Linked DNA regions of Columba livia: region 2 is linked to region 1. A link is a contact called in public Hi-C data. All regions are on one chromosome and are shown on one strand. Each heading gives the region's core, a stretch centred on a gene start, on an enhancer-like site or on the middle of the called end of the contact. The rest is flanking DNA. Distances are from core to core; before and after follow the strand shown. Region 1 has its middle 23 kb from the start of MGME1. Region 2 has its middle 3.9 kb from the start of DSTN.

Region 1 (6,971 bases), core at 1,880-4,379:
GTGTCATGCTTGTGGTTTGTGTTATGGGAGAAAGCATAGAGAAACTGCTTTCCAAAGGGGAATATTTGTAGTGCCATGTAGCTGCTGGACTATCTGTAGTGTTACAGGATAGATAGTAAGTTTGGATTCTATTTTTTTCTCTTCCATCTTGGGGATGAGCAGATGTTATTTGTCCTCCCAATAGAAACATGAATCCTTAGGTATGCAGCTGTCTGCTGAGCATTAGAGAGTAAGGAGGTGGTTTGTGTCTCTGGACAACAGTAGCACAATTCTGCTTGCAGAGAAGCAATGATGACTCTTGGGATGGCGCAGACAAGGTGGGCTAGAAATGAGCTATAGGGTGCTGCAGGTGTCTGGCTGGCTGTTCCCAGTGGAGCAGAGCTAACAGTTAACATGGGCATAGAGCAGTGGATCTGGATCATGGTGTAAACCCAGGAGAGATTAGCAGCAGGACAGCTGTATGCAGAATGCTGCAGCACTGGTATGGTGTTTACAGAGAGTCAGGCATATTGAAGTGTCAGCATCTGTGGGGTGGGTAAAACAGGTGGTGGTTGTACTTAAGGAGTTGGCAGTATCTGGATATTGGAAAACTGCAGATGGAAATCAACCTGGTTCCATACAAGAAGCTCATAAATGTGTCCTGTTGTACAAGATTGTGATTCCAGGTGGTGCAATAAGGCAGGGTTTTGTAGCCATAGGAAGGGAATGATTAAGGGTCAAGTGTGCTTCAAGAAATAGTTGGGTTAGCTCTGGTTTATGCAATTGCTCATAGTTCTAAGAAGACACATTGCTGATGGTAAGGCTGGTAAACCAAGCAGAAGACAGTACCTGTGCTTTTGGGATACAGAAGGCCTGGAAGAGCTGTGAGCATGGACTCTTCGTGCTAATTGTTGCTGGGTCTATGCTTCCCCCAGTGGTTCTGCAGCTATGACTGGCTTCACAGGCCTGAGAAATGCCACTGAATACCCTGGCCTGACTGGGAACAGAAATTCAGCTGCAGTCTGACTAATCTTGGGATGATTACTGGTAGCAGCATACATGGATTTCTCAAAATATGGAGTTGGGAAGGTTTTCTCAGTAGGTATTAATAGTTTCTGGAACTTGCAGTCACTCCCAAAAGATTGGGAGGAGCTGCTTGTTTGTGCTGTGAAGCAAAGAGCTCTGCAGAGTTCCCATTCTTGGATGTAGCTTTCAGTACTTTCCTGCTGTCCCAGCACTTGCTGCTGTGTCTGAGAGAGCAGTAATGAATTATTTCAACTTGTGCTTTTAAACACCTGCATTATCACTTAGTGACAGTGGGATATCTGAAATGGATTTGAAATCTGTTTGTAGCTCACTGGTCACCGATGAATGAATACAGGCACTGGTGATCTGTTTTAATCCATCAGATTGTTGCCTGGCTCCAGCTTTGGACCTGCAGCTCACTGTTTTCTGAAAATTGTGGTTCATCTGCTATCAAAATGCTGTCCAGTGGTCAAGCTCTGGTGTGGGCTCAGCCTTGCCTTTTGTTTACTTTTTATATTGTGAAGCCAATGAGAAGGCTCAGATGAGATCAAAGTCCAGCTCAGCTGGGTTTTGTGCTAGTGTGCTAAAAATAATCACAGCTAGGACTGCTTTGTAACTTGAACAGACAAGCAAGGATGGTTGCCTATTTTTCAGGGAAGGGGATTTGGGAAAAGGTGACTTGCCTGTTGTTCCACAGGGAGTTTTTGTCAGAACCAGAAATTTAACTTGGAATTGAAACTCCACTCCATGGCTCCTGCTGTCTTGATGTGCTGCTGTTGGAAGTGGTCGAATGAGTGCTTGTGACTTTAGTGTGGCTGCAGTTGACTGCTCTTCTGTGCAGATGTGGTAACTGCTGATGTGTGTGTTCTGTCTGTGCTCCAATGCAGTGAAACCTGTTGGTTTCAATGACTTTTAGTGCACTCTTCCATGGGTCTGTTTTGCTTGGCAGTGGAATTGCAAGGTCACTTTCTGCAAGAGAGGATAGTGGAGTTCTAGGAAGGTGGAAATGTATTGTGAGTGTTGTCTGCTGATACTTTAGCTTCTTGTCAGCACTCAGGTGTAGAGTGTAGTGTACGGGTTGTGTGTACTCAGCTGCTTCCAGCACCTTAACCTGTTATAGGTAAGGCTGTCAATCTTCTCCGTGATTAAAGGGATTCTCATTCCCTTTCTGTTTCTTGAGTATAATGTTGCTTTGCTCTTACTTAAAAACTTTCCTAAGCCTGTTCTGTATGGGGAAAATGCCCCAGAGAGTCTGATTCACTAGTGTAAAACAAGGATTAAAAGAATTTTAAGGTTCCTGTTTAATGCTAGCCTACTACCTGCTTTGAAAATGACATGCTGCTTTTTTTGTGTCTGGTTTAGTTTGGATCAAGCTTGTTCTGCTTGCTCTCTGGGAAAGTTTTAAAGGGAAGAAAAAAGATAAAAGCCTGGTTCCATAAAACAGCATGGGTTTAGATTGTACCTGTATCTCATACCAAACCCAAGGTATATTTTTGGCCTAATTTAGTCAAGGGCTTCTAGCTCTTTCTCGATTTCCTTGTCTTTGAAAATTTCGTTAAACAAAACCTTGTTAGGCCTAAGAGGTTAATGAGCAGGTTAGCAGAGATGTTCTAGTAAAGTTAGTCTACTTAAATTTGAGACAGCGATGGGTGCCACTGAAAGGGGATGGCCTCACTTCCCTTCCTGTTTTGTTCCTATTGCATCCCTTGGCCCGGTCCTTATGTTTGTGTGGCTTCGTGCCAAGCTGATGTAACTCACTAAAATGGCATGAGATGGGCCAAAATGGAGATAGGCCAAAACAAAAACAGGCTCTGCCAAGTCAGTGCACTGAATCTGTGTTCCTGGAGCGGAGAAGCATGCAGGCCTGTGCAAGGGTGACTCAAAGGGGATGCAGAAGAGACCTTGCTGGGGAGGCTTAGCTTAGCCCAATTGTTTTGAAACCATTGGACCAGCACTGGTCCAGTAAGTGCTTCCCTTCCAGGAGAGAGTGGCAGTTGTTACTTCTGAACCTGTAGTGGGCCATCTAAATTCAGGGCTGTCTGCATGATGGGGACCACCTTTGAACTGGGGACTGTTACTTTTTATAAAAGTTTGTCCTTCAGAAGGTGCACAGACAGCTGTTGCTGGGAAGTGTTGGTGGCAACTTCTTCAGAAAGATTTCTATCCCTTAGTGTTTAAGAAAATAATAACTCTCCTTGTGTGGGGAGTGCAGCACTGGAAATTTACCCCCACTCACAAACCTTTTAAGGGGAGCAGCGAAGTGGTTTTGGATCATGGGTGCGGTAAACATCAGCTAATTGAAACCCTGAGTTAACAGGCAGTGCCACTTTAAAATTTTTCATTCTGCTGTGGAGATTATTGGCACAGCCTCCTTCAGTAAATGTGAGGTTGTTGCCATGGAGGACAGGAAATCCCTTGTCTGCACAGAGAAGGGAAAACACTGGAAACTGTCCTACTGTAAAGCACAGCTGCCTCTGTGCTGGGAGAGGGGTGCTTACTTCTACGGAGGGTTTTCCAAAGTCTTGATTTTTGTCTGCCTATCTTTGCACACATTTGCTCTGTTTCTCAGTGCGCTGCTTGTGCATTTGAAGAAGAGCTGGACAAAGGAAGTGGGAGCAGCTGGTCAAGACTAGTTTTAAGTGCCCTGATTAATGTGAGAAGCAGGAGAGATTTTTTGCTTGGGAGTAAGATACTTAGCAAATTTACAGTATCTGCCTCTCCTTATAACTCTTCAGCTCCTCTTATTTCTGTTCTCTCTCCTGTTTGCAGAGGAAGGTCTCTGTGTTTTCCTCCCTTGGACCTCTTAGAGCAGGGGGCATCTCTGCTGTGGTGGGTCTGTGTTCTCTGCCTGGCGATCTGAGATGTATCCTGGCTGCTATTGCTGGAGGTAGGAACAGTGTCTCAGGCTATATGTGCAACTCTAGCAGCTGGTTATCTGTTCCTGCAAACACCTAGGTGCTTAGAGCAGGGCTATCCTGATGAGATAGGGAAGAGATGAGATTTGAGGAAGCTCTTCCAGGATGTGTTGGTGCCATCTTTCCACTACAGGGTCTGCAAGCAGACTCAGTTCCCTTAGGAGTTGAGACCAGACAAGCCTGTGGTAGGTTAATCAGCTTTGTCAAACTATCACTGTTAACTGCATCAAGTTGTATAAAAATTGAACTGCTTGGTTGCTGCTGGTATGAATACCTACCCCATCATCAGTACTTGTCCTTCTTACCTATGATCTGCTTCAGAGGCTAAAAGAGCAGATTACTGCTGATGCACACCAGTGGTTATTGATCACCTGTAGATGGACCACTGGATCAGGACTTTCTCTTCCTTCAGAGATACATTTGTCAGCTGTCTGGTTCTGTCCCATTGCTGTCCTGTCTGTTCATGCTGTTGCAGTCCTGAATTGTGTTAGATACTGAACAGAAACCAAGAAGGCCATGTCCAACTCTGAGCTTTAACCTCTGCTTAGCAATGTTTTCTGGGCCAAGTTTTTGTGCAGATGCTCATGAATCTGAACTTGCTGTTTCAAGGCTACAGTGGATACTCCTGCCTGTAGACCATGGTGTTATGGAAGGTGTCTTGGCTGGAGAGGAAAGGGACCTCTGCTCTTCACCTTCTCATTGTACACCAGTTGTTGTTGCTTTTAATATGGCGTGGTACTTCCTTTGTGTCTAACTGAGCTGTATTGTTCATAATGCTGTATGCTGTTAAATCAACAGCGAGGCCTCTGGGGATACCTCTTTGGAGTTGCTCATATGGATGGTGTGGGTGGATTTGAGGCACCTTTTGCACCCAGTGTGATGGGAACAGCATCAAAATTCCAGGGCTCTGGTTGTGGTGGTTATACTCCTGGATCCTCCCTGAAGCTACTCCAGGATTTCCCTGGCAGCTGTTTCCAGACTTGCCATAGCCCAGCTTTTATACAGTGCAGAATGATGCAATCCCAGTGCAAACAACCCTCTTGCACTTTCTTCTCATACTGGGAGAGTGTCTTCTGATGTAACCTGGCATCATTGTGTTGACTTGGATGAATGCAAGACTCATTTACACTGATAAGGCTCTCTGGCTGTGTTTGCCCAGCCCTGAGTACAGTGGGTTGTGACATCTGTCTGGAGTCAACAGGTAGTAACCTGATCCACGTTTTCCTTCTCTGACTGACCATAGAGTGCCACCTCCTCCTTTCTGTACCAACTCGCCCTAGGTATATTTGCACAAGTAAAATCCCACCCTCTGTGCTGCTTTGTTTTCCCATTGATAGCTGATGATGTGTGTTTTAAATGTCTTTACCTTGATGTGAAATGCTTCTTCTGCCCTGATGTGAGACTGGGCTTTTTAGGCTTTGCATCCATCTGTTGCAGAAAGCCTGCATCAACCCTGGGGGTTGCATTCTGAGTCTGGACTGGTGCAGTTTGGCCCAATGGCATAGGCCTGGCTGGGTTTCATTAAGGATGCCTGGTCCTCCCCGTGTTTCTAGTCCTATGGTCTGTAAAACATGCTAAATGACACAGAGACCGGTCACTGATGTGAAAAAAACCTTTTCCTGTCCCTTGTGTGTGTGTGTGTAAAATGAAAAACAAAAGGGAGGAATTAAAGACAATAAATGAAAAGAGAGATGGTCTCGTTGATCTTCAATTCGGTTGTCAGTGACAACCATTCTGGCAACTGAGTGCAGTGTGGAGTCTGCCTTTTATTTTCTAGGGTGACCAGGCCATCCTTTTGTTAAAAGAGGAGGCTCAGGGAAGAGCAAGCGAGCGAATTATCCCTCTCATTAGTCCCCAGGACAGTGTCTCCTTCCTCTGTGGCAGGGGTTGGCAAAAAGAGAAGCCAGAGTTTGGTCTTCTGCAGGAGGAAGAAGGAAGCCAATGCCAATGGAGCTGATGCTCCAAAAAAGGAGGACTGTTGGGTATGCATCTGCCCATCTTTTGCGTTATGGATGCACACACCTAAGAGCCTTCTTTTGTCAGACCATTCAAGGACCTTTGGAGAAGCTGACTTAAAAAATAAGCCTGCATTATACCAAAAGCAAAACGTAACATGGCATCTGGATGCTGCATGTAGCTCAGCCTTGGGTAAGAGGAGAAGAGGGAAAATGCAACATATATTTCCTGTCCTTGGAACTGTGTGTGTAGTGTTTGCCTGCTTGAGTGAAATTGCAAGCCTGGAGGTTGTGTAGTGAAGGAAGAAAGATGATGCTTGGCTGAAAAACTTTACTTGGGCAGAGTAATTTAGCAGCTGGTTAATTATAGCAGCTGTGTGGTATGTGAATATACAACCCTTCAACCACTAAAGCTTCCTTGGTGCACGCAACAACCAGAGGGAGTTATAACGCAAACAGGGAGTTCTCTGTGGGAGACAGACATCCCTGTGTCTTAGTGGAGAAATCTCTGTAAATAAATTACCTGGCTCTGTTTGGTTGCAGAGTAGCTAAAAAGGAGCAAGGATGGGGGAGGACAGGTGCCCTGACTGATAGCTGGTGAGATATAGATTGCTTTGGTGAATGATGGAGGTGATGACAGCTTCCTCCTCTGACTTTACCTGTGACAGGAAGGATATAGGTATCATGTTATCACACATTGACATTATGCTATTGAGTATTTCTACTTGGTGTTCAGTACCCCCCTGTAAGGTGGGTTGTGCCAATGAGGAGCCTGCAGTGTGGGCTTGGGGAGTAGGCAATGCCAATATCCCATCTATCTCCTTAAGAGGCAAGGTGGAGCAGTGGGTCTGGAGTCTTCTGGCAGCTCCCCCATGGGCTGAACAGGTAGAGCACTTTAAGGGACACTGTGGGAGGTATGAAAAGCAATCAATTCTTTTAAAAGCTGACCATGAGGATGACCATGAGCCAGCACTGTGCCCTTGTGGCCAGGAAGGCCAATGGCATCCTGGGGTATATTAGAAGGGGGGTGGTTAGTAGGTCGAGAGAGGTTCTCCTCCCCTTCTACTCTGTCCTGGTGAAACCACATCTGGAATAT
Region 2 (6,971 bases), core at 2,734-5,233, 110 kb after region 1:
GTTTGCATCCATATTGCTGTATTGCTGTTCTAATTAATGGTGTCACGTTTTGATTTTTTTCCCCCCTCCTTGCAGTGTACCCCAGTAAATGCCATTTCTAGATGCTGTTATGCCCATCCACATTAGAAATTACTGAAAGACCCCATGTTGACAATGCATGTATTGAAAAAGCAGTCCTATTGCATTAGGCTCTTGCATTGGTGGGTGGCTTATGCTGGCCAGAGGTCCCTTTTGGAAGAGCATTTGCCTCAGATTTGTGGTGAAACTAGCAAAAGACCTAGCACTATGACTTAGACTTGAGTTGGGGTGGGTGAGTAGTTCCTCCCTAGGCTATTTCCTGATGTATTTAATTAGAGAATGCTGAAATTTGGACCCAAGTCTTAACTTACTTTGGAAGTAATAACAAGAATTGAGTAGGGACATGTTTGGTTTTTGTTTACAAGTCAGTTTCTCTGGACAACTTGTTCTGGTCCTGTCTTTCTGCTGGGTCTGCTGCCTCGTGGCAGCATGTGCTGTGTGGCTGGGAGAGAAATCAAGACAGGTGCTGTTTGGTTATGGGGGCCAGTGATGTCGCAGACCTCCATCTCTGGTGGCACCTAACGGAGACCTGGGACAGCTGTGCTTTTTAGTGTTAATTGATGTGGGCAACTTTTCTGTTACTGTTCCAAGCTTACTCTTCATAGATCAGTTTTGCTATGAGAGAGGGGTACACAAGCAAAACATCTTGGGGAGGAGGGAAAGAGATGATGTAAGGCCATGAGAACAGGGCTGCAGCTGTTTCTTTTCATATACTTACAAGGGAAAATGAGTCTGTTTCAAGAGGTCCTGTGGTTTTGGAAATGCTGCAGTGGATTGAGAAGGTATCTCACTAGTTAAAGGAACCTCAGCAAGGACAGGAACTTCTTCAGCAGCAGAGTAAGGGAGATCTCTCTCACTTGTTCCTGTTTCATGGGAAAGATGTGCTTGCTCTGAGAAGGGCACTTACCAAGAACCATGATGGCTTTTTGAAAGGTTTTATCCCCCAGAAGACAAAACAACATAGCCCAGTGAGGCATAAGCACAGTGGCTGTGGTGCTTTGAGAAAGCTGGAGGCAGGAGCTGTGCCCCAAGATGTGTTGACACGTGTGTGGGTTATGGTGGTACCGGTCTCCCTGAGCCTAGGGCCCCACGGGCTGTGTGCTGTATCTGCACAGGCACTGGGAGCTCTGTCTTTGCACCAGGAGCTGCCTGCCAGTTATTAGCAATATGTATGGGATGGTTTGGGAACCCCTACTGTATGAAAATCCCATGCTGTTGTTTATGTAGGGGAAAGGGAGGGTGTTTGTCAAGTCCTGTGCCGCTCCCTGACTTGATAGCCTGCTCCTCACGTGCCCGTGACCTTAAGCATCACCCCAACAGTTTGCAGTGCTGTGTTTTCTCTCAGAGAGGGCTTGCACCAGGGCCCTCATGAGGCAGCTACATAGCGGTCATCTTGGTGCCTGAACCAAGGGGACGCTCCCTGTTTTGGGGAGGGTGGGAGGGAATTCTGCTGCTTCTTTTTACAAGCTCCCTTTCCATCAGTCCTGACCTTTTGACAGGAACCTGGGGCAGAGGTGAGGACATTGTGCCTTGTGGCATATCACCACACTGACACTAACCCCCTCGTGGCTTACTGCTCCACCGATGTACCCCCATTACACCAGCTGCTGTGGTGGGGTACAAATGAGCAAGGTTAAGGCTTCTAGGAGCTGAGACTCTCCCCTTTGCCCCTGTGCAAGGCTGTTGTAAAGAAAGAAATTAAAACTCTGGATTGCTACAGCATTGTGGCGATGGAAGATTTTTTTTACTAGCTTTGCTGCCTGTCAATACTGAATAAGCTTTGTCTTTTTTTCCTAGCATTAGTGCTATAAATAAGCTACACTGAAAGCTCAAGTTGGATGTATGGATGAACCACCTCGAGAGGCAAATTCCCCTCCCTCTCTTAAGGCAAATGACATCTACAGTTAACTCAGGACTTCCTCCCCAAAAATCCATCCACCAGCCATGGGAAAGCCCAAGAAATTTCAGCAATCGTGTAGCTGCTGGTGACCTCGTTGGCTCCAGTCTGAAACACCATTGTGAATTGCAGCCGACAAGCTTCTTCCCAGTGAAGCACCACTTCAAACCCCAGCAGGGTCGATAGAAAAAGTCACCCATAGATTCCTGTTTGTGAATGAGACCCTGCATCAACAGAAACCAAAGATCAATACATATAACTCACTAACTTTCTAGTGTTTGAGATGATGACCACTTGCTTACTTTATATGCCTCAGCTATTTCAACTCCCCCTCCCGTCCTCCAAGCTACTGACTCATTTCCTCCTCTAAAACCTTCCTTTTTTAGCCTTTCGCTCTGAAGTATTTGGTGGCTGTTTTGAGCCGTCTGCTCCATGCCTTACTTAGGCAAACTCCTACATGACAGCACAGCAAGCCTTGCTTTGCACCATGGAAATCTATATTTTTTTTTCCAATACTTTAAGTTCTGAGGGGCAGTTTTAGCTACTGACTGTGCTCTTAGGCAAATTGCTTCTTTGCTGTTGGGAATCACAGAGGCAGACAATTGGCAAAGCAGCTGGTGAGCTTAGCCTGCCACTTCTTATTCTAATTGCTGTTGCCTCCCTGTTAGCTTCCACTTCCCTCATCTGTCTGCATCCACCTGCTGTCTTTTCACATCCTTTTGCCCTGATCTTGCCCTGATCTTGCAGTTTGAGCAGGGATTGCAGAGACTCCTCTTTGGCTGGACAAACACAACATGACTGCAGAACACCCAGATGGAAGCATCAGGCCCTGACTTTGTGCTCTCTCATGCAGCAAAGAAACAGGCAGCATTCCCTTCTGCGCAGCCTGATGTGGTGGTGGCCCTTAGCTTTGGTTGTGGCTGATGGATGTTCCTGTAACCTTGCTATCTGAATGTGCCTGAAATGTAGTCTGTTTTTCTCAGGGCTTATGCAATATTGGCTCTGTGCTCTTGGCATCACAAGTCTCAGCAAAGATAATTTTAGACAGGAACAGAAAGTCTCTGTAAACCTTACAGTCATAGCTATTTCACCGTCAGAAACAAAGCCATGAGAAGCCCATTGCCGTGCATTGATGAAACATTCTGCTTAGTAGATGCATTGGAGTAAAAATGTAAAGGGAAATTTTGGAGGAGGAGGAGAACCCAAAGGTGATTCCCAGAAACTGCTGTGATGCTCTGTTCCTTTTCTGAGGAGGTGGTATGGCCAGCAGGCAGCATGCAGGAACCAGGAGCCTGGATTTGGGCCCAGACCACTGCCCTAGCCTGTGGGGTGAGGCTGGGAAAGCTGTTTCCCCCCTTTGCCTTAGTTTCCAATTTGTGAAGTGCTGACATTGTTACTGTCTTTTCTATAATACAGTTTGAGATTTAGTGGAGATCAGAGCTGGATGTTGCTTATAAACACGTGCTATTTTTACAGTACTGAAAAGTCTGTCCTAAATTGCTAAGGATGAATGCCAGAACTCATTTTAATTTGCTCTCAACTCCCACAATTGCTGCAGGTTGCAGACCTTTTAATTCTTGTATGGTAAAAATTCTGCAGGCTAAGACCAACCTGACCAAAATCTGACTCTGCTTACTGCTGTAAAACCTGGCTAATTTTACCAGCCCCATCAGAACCATTCTGGATTGAGTATGACTGGGAAGGTAGCCTGATGCCCTGGGGCATTTTCACCACTAGAAGGAGGAAGGAGAGAATACACAAGGTAGCTTAGGAATGGAACAGCCCCACGACAATTTAAATATGCAAGAATGTCATCAAGCAACTCTCCTACCTGCCTTGTTTATTTTTTTCCTTTTTTTTTTGTTTTCCTTTGCTTTTGTTGTCAGTAAAGTGTCTGCCTGAAGTACCTTGTATGATGAGAATGAAACGCATCCAGCCTCACCTGCCCCAGAATCAGCGTAAGGACTAGCCACTCAATTCTCACTTGCATCCTCAAAATAGGCAACAAGCAAAACTTAACAATGATGTGTTGGTTTCCCTGCATAGATGTGAATTGGATCTGAAATCCCCCTTGGTCTGAGAAGGGAGGCTCATGTTGAGTGCACTTGTTGAGGCCTTGAACTTCTCTTATCAGTGGGTAAAGATTTAAGCAGCATCTCTGGCTGTGTTACCCAAATGCTTTGCAGTGTTTAGCGTGGTTACACTCCGGAGCTTTTGCTGTGAGACAAGGCTGTGTGTGCAGCCCAGTTTTATAGAGGGGAAGGGCTGGGCTGAGAGAAGCTGCATGACTCTCCCAGCCTCGAGCAGGAAATCTGTGGTAAGTCTTCACTGTCTTTACAGGGTAACACCCTAACCTTCAGGCCATCTCTTCTCTGCACATGGAAGATGATAATGCTGCTACATCAAATGTGGCATGGCTGCATGAATTTCTTAGAGAATAAGCACTTGTGGCTTAAGTGGGCTTTGTTTCAGGTGTGGAGGTGGTTGCTGCTGAGATTCATCTGCAATGCCATTAATAATTTTTTATTTCCTGACTAAATTAAACCCCACTCCTCTCACACTGCAACCCAGACAGAATGTTAGTGTAGCAGGTTGTTTTTTTCAGTATAGGGTTTGCACTTAGCTGAATCAGAATAATGAAGAAACCTTTTGATGGTGAGTTGCTTGTGCAGGACAGCTGTTTTTTGTAGCTTGCAAACTCCAGGCCTGTTTGTGTTTGTTGAGGCTGTGACCACTTGTTAAACCTGTCTAAGTTTAGCTCTAAGGAATGGAGGGAGCTTGCCTGTTGTTACTGGGGTGGTTAAAATTTGGAATTCATTATAAGGAGGGCTTCTGAGGGTAAGATTAGATGGCATGTGAATTAGCCCTAATGCATGTATCACCAATCATACAAGGTGCTATACAGGCATAGACTGGAAAATCCCCGCCCTAATCTGCTTACTGTCTAACCATAAGATAAGAAATGCATGGGGTAATGAAAAAGGAAGCAATGAGACCATATTAGTCAGCATGACACGTGTTCATCAACAGCAGCCTGATAGCTGGGAAGGATTTGCTAGAGGGTAGTGAAAGCCCCTTTAAAACTGTCAAAAAATAATGAAGTGGCACTAAATGTGTTTTCTGTGAATGTGATGGTGTACGATGGGGGTGCTCTGAGAATTTAGGGAGGTTACTGGAGGCCCGAGATGCAGAGGCAGGTATGGAGAAGTAAACACTTGTTTCTGAAGCACAGCCCTGGCTACTGTGATAGTGGTGAGAAGCCACAGCACTGCCAGTGCCTGTGAAACACAACTGGGGTGAGCAGCAGGACAAATCTGCCCATAGCCTGGGTGGTTCCTAGGGAGAGCAACCATGCCAGGTTGTGCTTGCTTATTATTTTGTCTTTCAATATATTGGGTAGTCTTAAAAAGGGTCTTGCTTTCCTGGTGAACCTGCCTCACGTGCATTAGACAACACTCCTGCCGCTTCTGCCATGTGGACTCTGTGAGGTGAGGTGGTGTTTGTCAGACAAGTAGGAGGATATTGCAGAGATGCAAACTGGAAAAAGAGGGGGGTCTAGCTGCATTTTCTGCAAGTGTGCAGGCAGACAGCACGCAGCCATAGATGGAAACCTCTGGCTGTATCCCTGGTCTCTCTTCTTTCTATGTTGTGGGTAGCTTTGACCTTCAGGATGTGGTATTCATATGTGGGTCAAGAGTGGCTTCATAGCTGTAGCTCTGCTAGTCAGCTGGTCTGATAGCTGGGCCATGGTGAGCTATATATTCCTTTGTGGTTGGTTTTGTTCAAGGAAGTAGCTGTGGGAAGGTCTCCACTGACAAACAGGGTAGTGTGAGTGGAGCAGCCATTTCCCACCACCCTCTTTAGATCTGCCTGTTCTGCATCTGGATCTATGATGGTGGCCTGTGCTCGGTGTGCTGGCTCGCCTCTCGCACTTACTGGAGGAATGCTAGCTGGTCTGGGGAGATGAACCAGCTTGGCAAGCCTGTGTGTTTCTAGCCTTCAACAACCAATGGTGTTTTTCTGAGCCACTGCATTGCCTGAGTAGCACAGCTCAGATCTCCTCATACGTAGTCACCCAACAAGCCCTACGTGGGCGCTGGCAAGGAGCATGACTGCAGCTGTGTTTCTGAAGGAGGCCAGGAAGCATAGTTTGCAAGTTGATGGTGCATGGGTTGAATCTGGCCAGATTGCCAGTTGCCAGAGCAACTTTTCCCTCGTGCAGGTACCCTGCAATCCTTCCCCAGGTCTCTGCCACTTCCACTAGATCAAAAAGACTTGAATGTAACCAAAACATAACTCCTGGACAGTGCTTCCCCCTTCATGGTAATCTTCCTCCCAACCTATGATACTTTTGCTATCACAATGCCATAAAGGTACTTCTGACCTTGGCTCCAGCTCCAGGGGGCTCACCTCTGGGCAGGCAGTTGATTTTACCCTTCTCTCCTGGTTCCTGAATCTCTGGGTCCCAAATTCAAACTCAGCCTCACCCTGGTTCAGGGGGTAGGTGGCTGGGCAGCCGTCAGATGTCCTGCTGGAGAGACCGAGCCCTGGGGCAAAGCAGGGCTGGTGCTTCCCTCTGCCCGCAGTTTTGACGATAGTGCCCATCAAATGCAGGCGGAGTGGGAGAGTGAGAGCTGTTGTCCCCTGCCAGGCCAGCTGCTTGCTGGTGGCTGAAGGCAGGGCACCATCTGGTGGCGCGGAAGGAGTTTGTCCGCACATCCGTGGGAGAGCAGTCCGGACTTTCTCAGCTAGGTACAAACTAGTGGTTTCCCACCTTTTTTTTTTTTATTATTATTTTTTTCTCCCTCTCTTCTCTCTCTGCAGCATTAAGCCCCTCTGTGGCTTCCCTTCTCGGCCTGATGTTCTTGTTTCTCCCCAACAGCTGCAACTACGTCTTGTAGAGAGGCTTAAGCTGACAAACTTGGCCAGCTCTGGGTGGTTCCTGGAGCACAGTGCAGTCTCTCAGTCTGGGAAGGAGTATAATAGAGTTGCAGAG

What was found. Hi-C and Micro-C count contacts between places; a contact is called where the count stands out from the background.
Region 2: a contact with region 1 is called in a Hi-C map of liver, with 5 times the contacts expected there. The contact joins two enhancer-like sites. A contact is called at or near these places in 2 of 2 Hi-C or Micro-C datasets (crop and liver).

What each region holds. Positions count from the first base shown.
Region 1 is chr3:108,079,147-108,086,117 of bColLiv1.pat.W.v2, forward strand. No RefSeq gene overlaps it. Among named protein-coding and RNA genes, the nearest start is that of MGME1, 23 kb to the left of the region's middle. Within about 2 kb of position 3,130, at least 1 of the 3 cell types and tissues checked has an H3K27ac peak away from gene starts, as active enhancers do.
Region 2 is chr3:108,185,443-108,192,413 of bColLiv1.pat.W.v2, forward strand. No RefSeq gene overlaps it. Among named protein-coding and RNA genes, the nearest start is that of DSTN, 3.9 kb to the left of the region's middle. Within about 2 kb of position 3,984, at least 1 of the 3 cell types and tissues checked has an H3K27ac peak away from gene starts, as active enhancers do.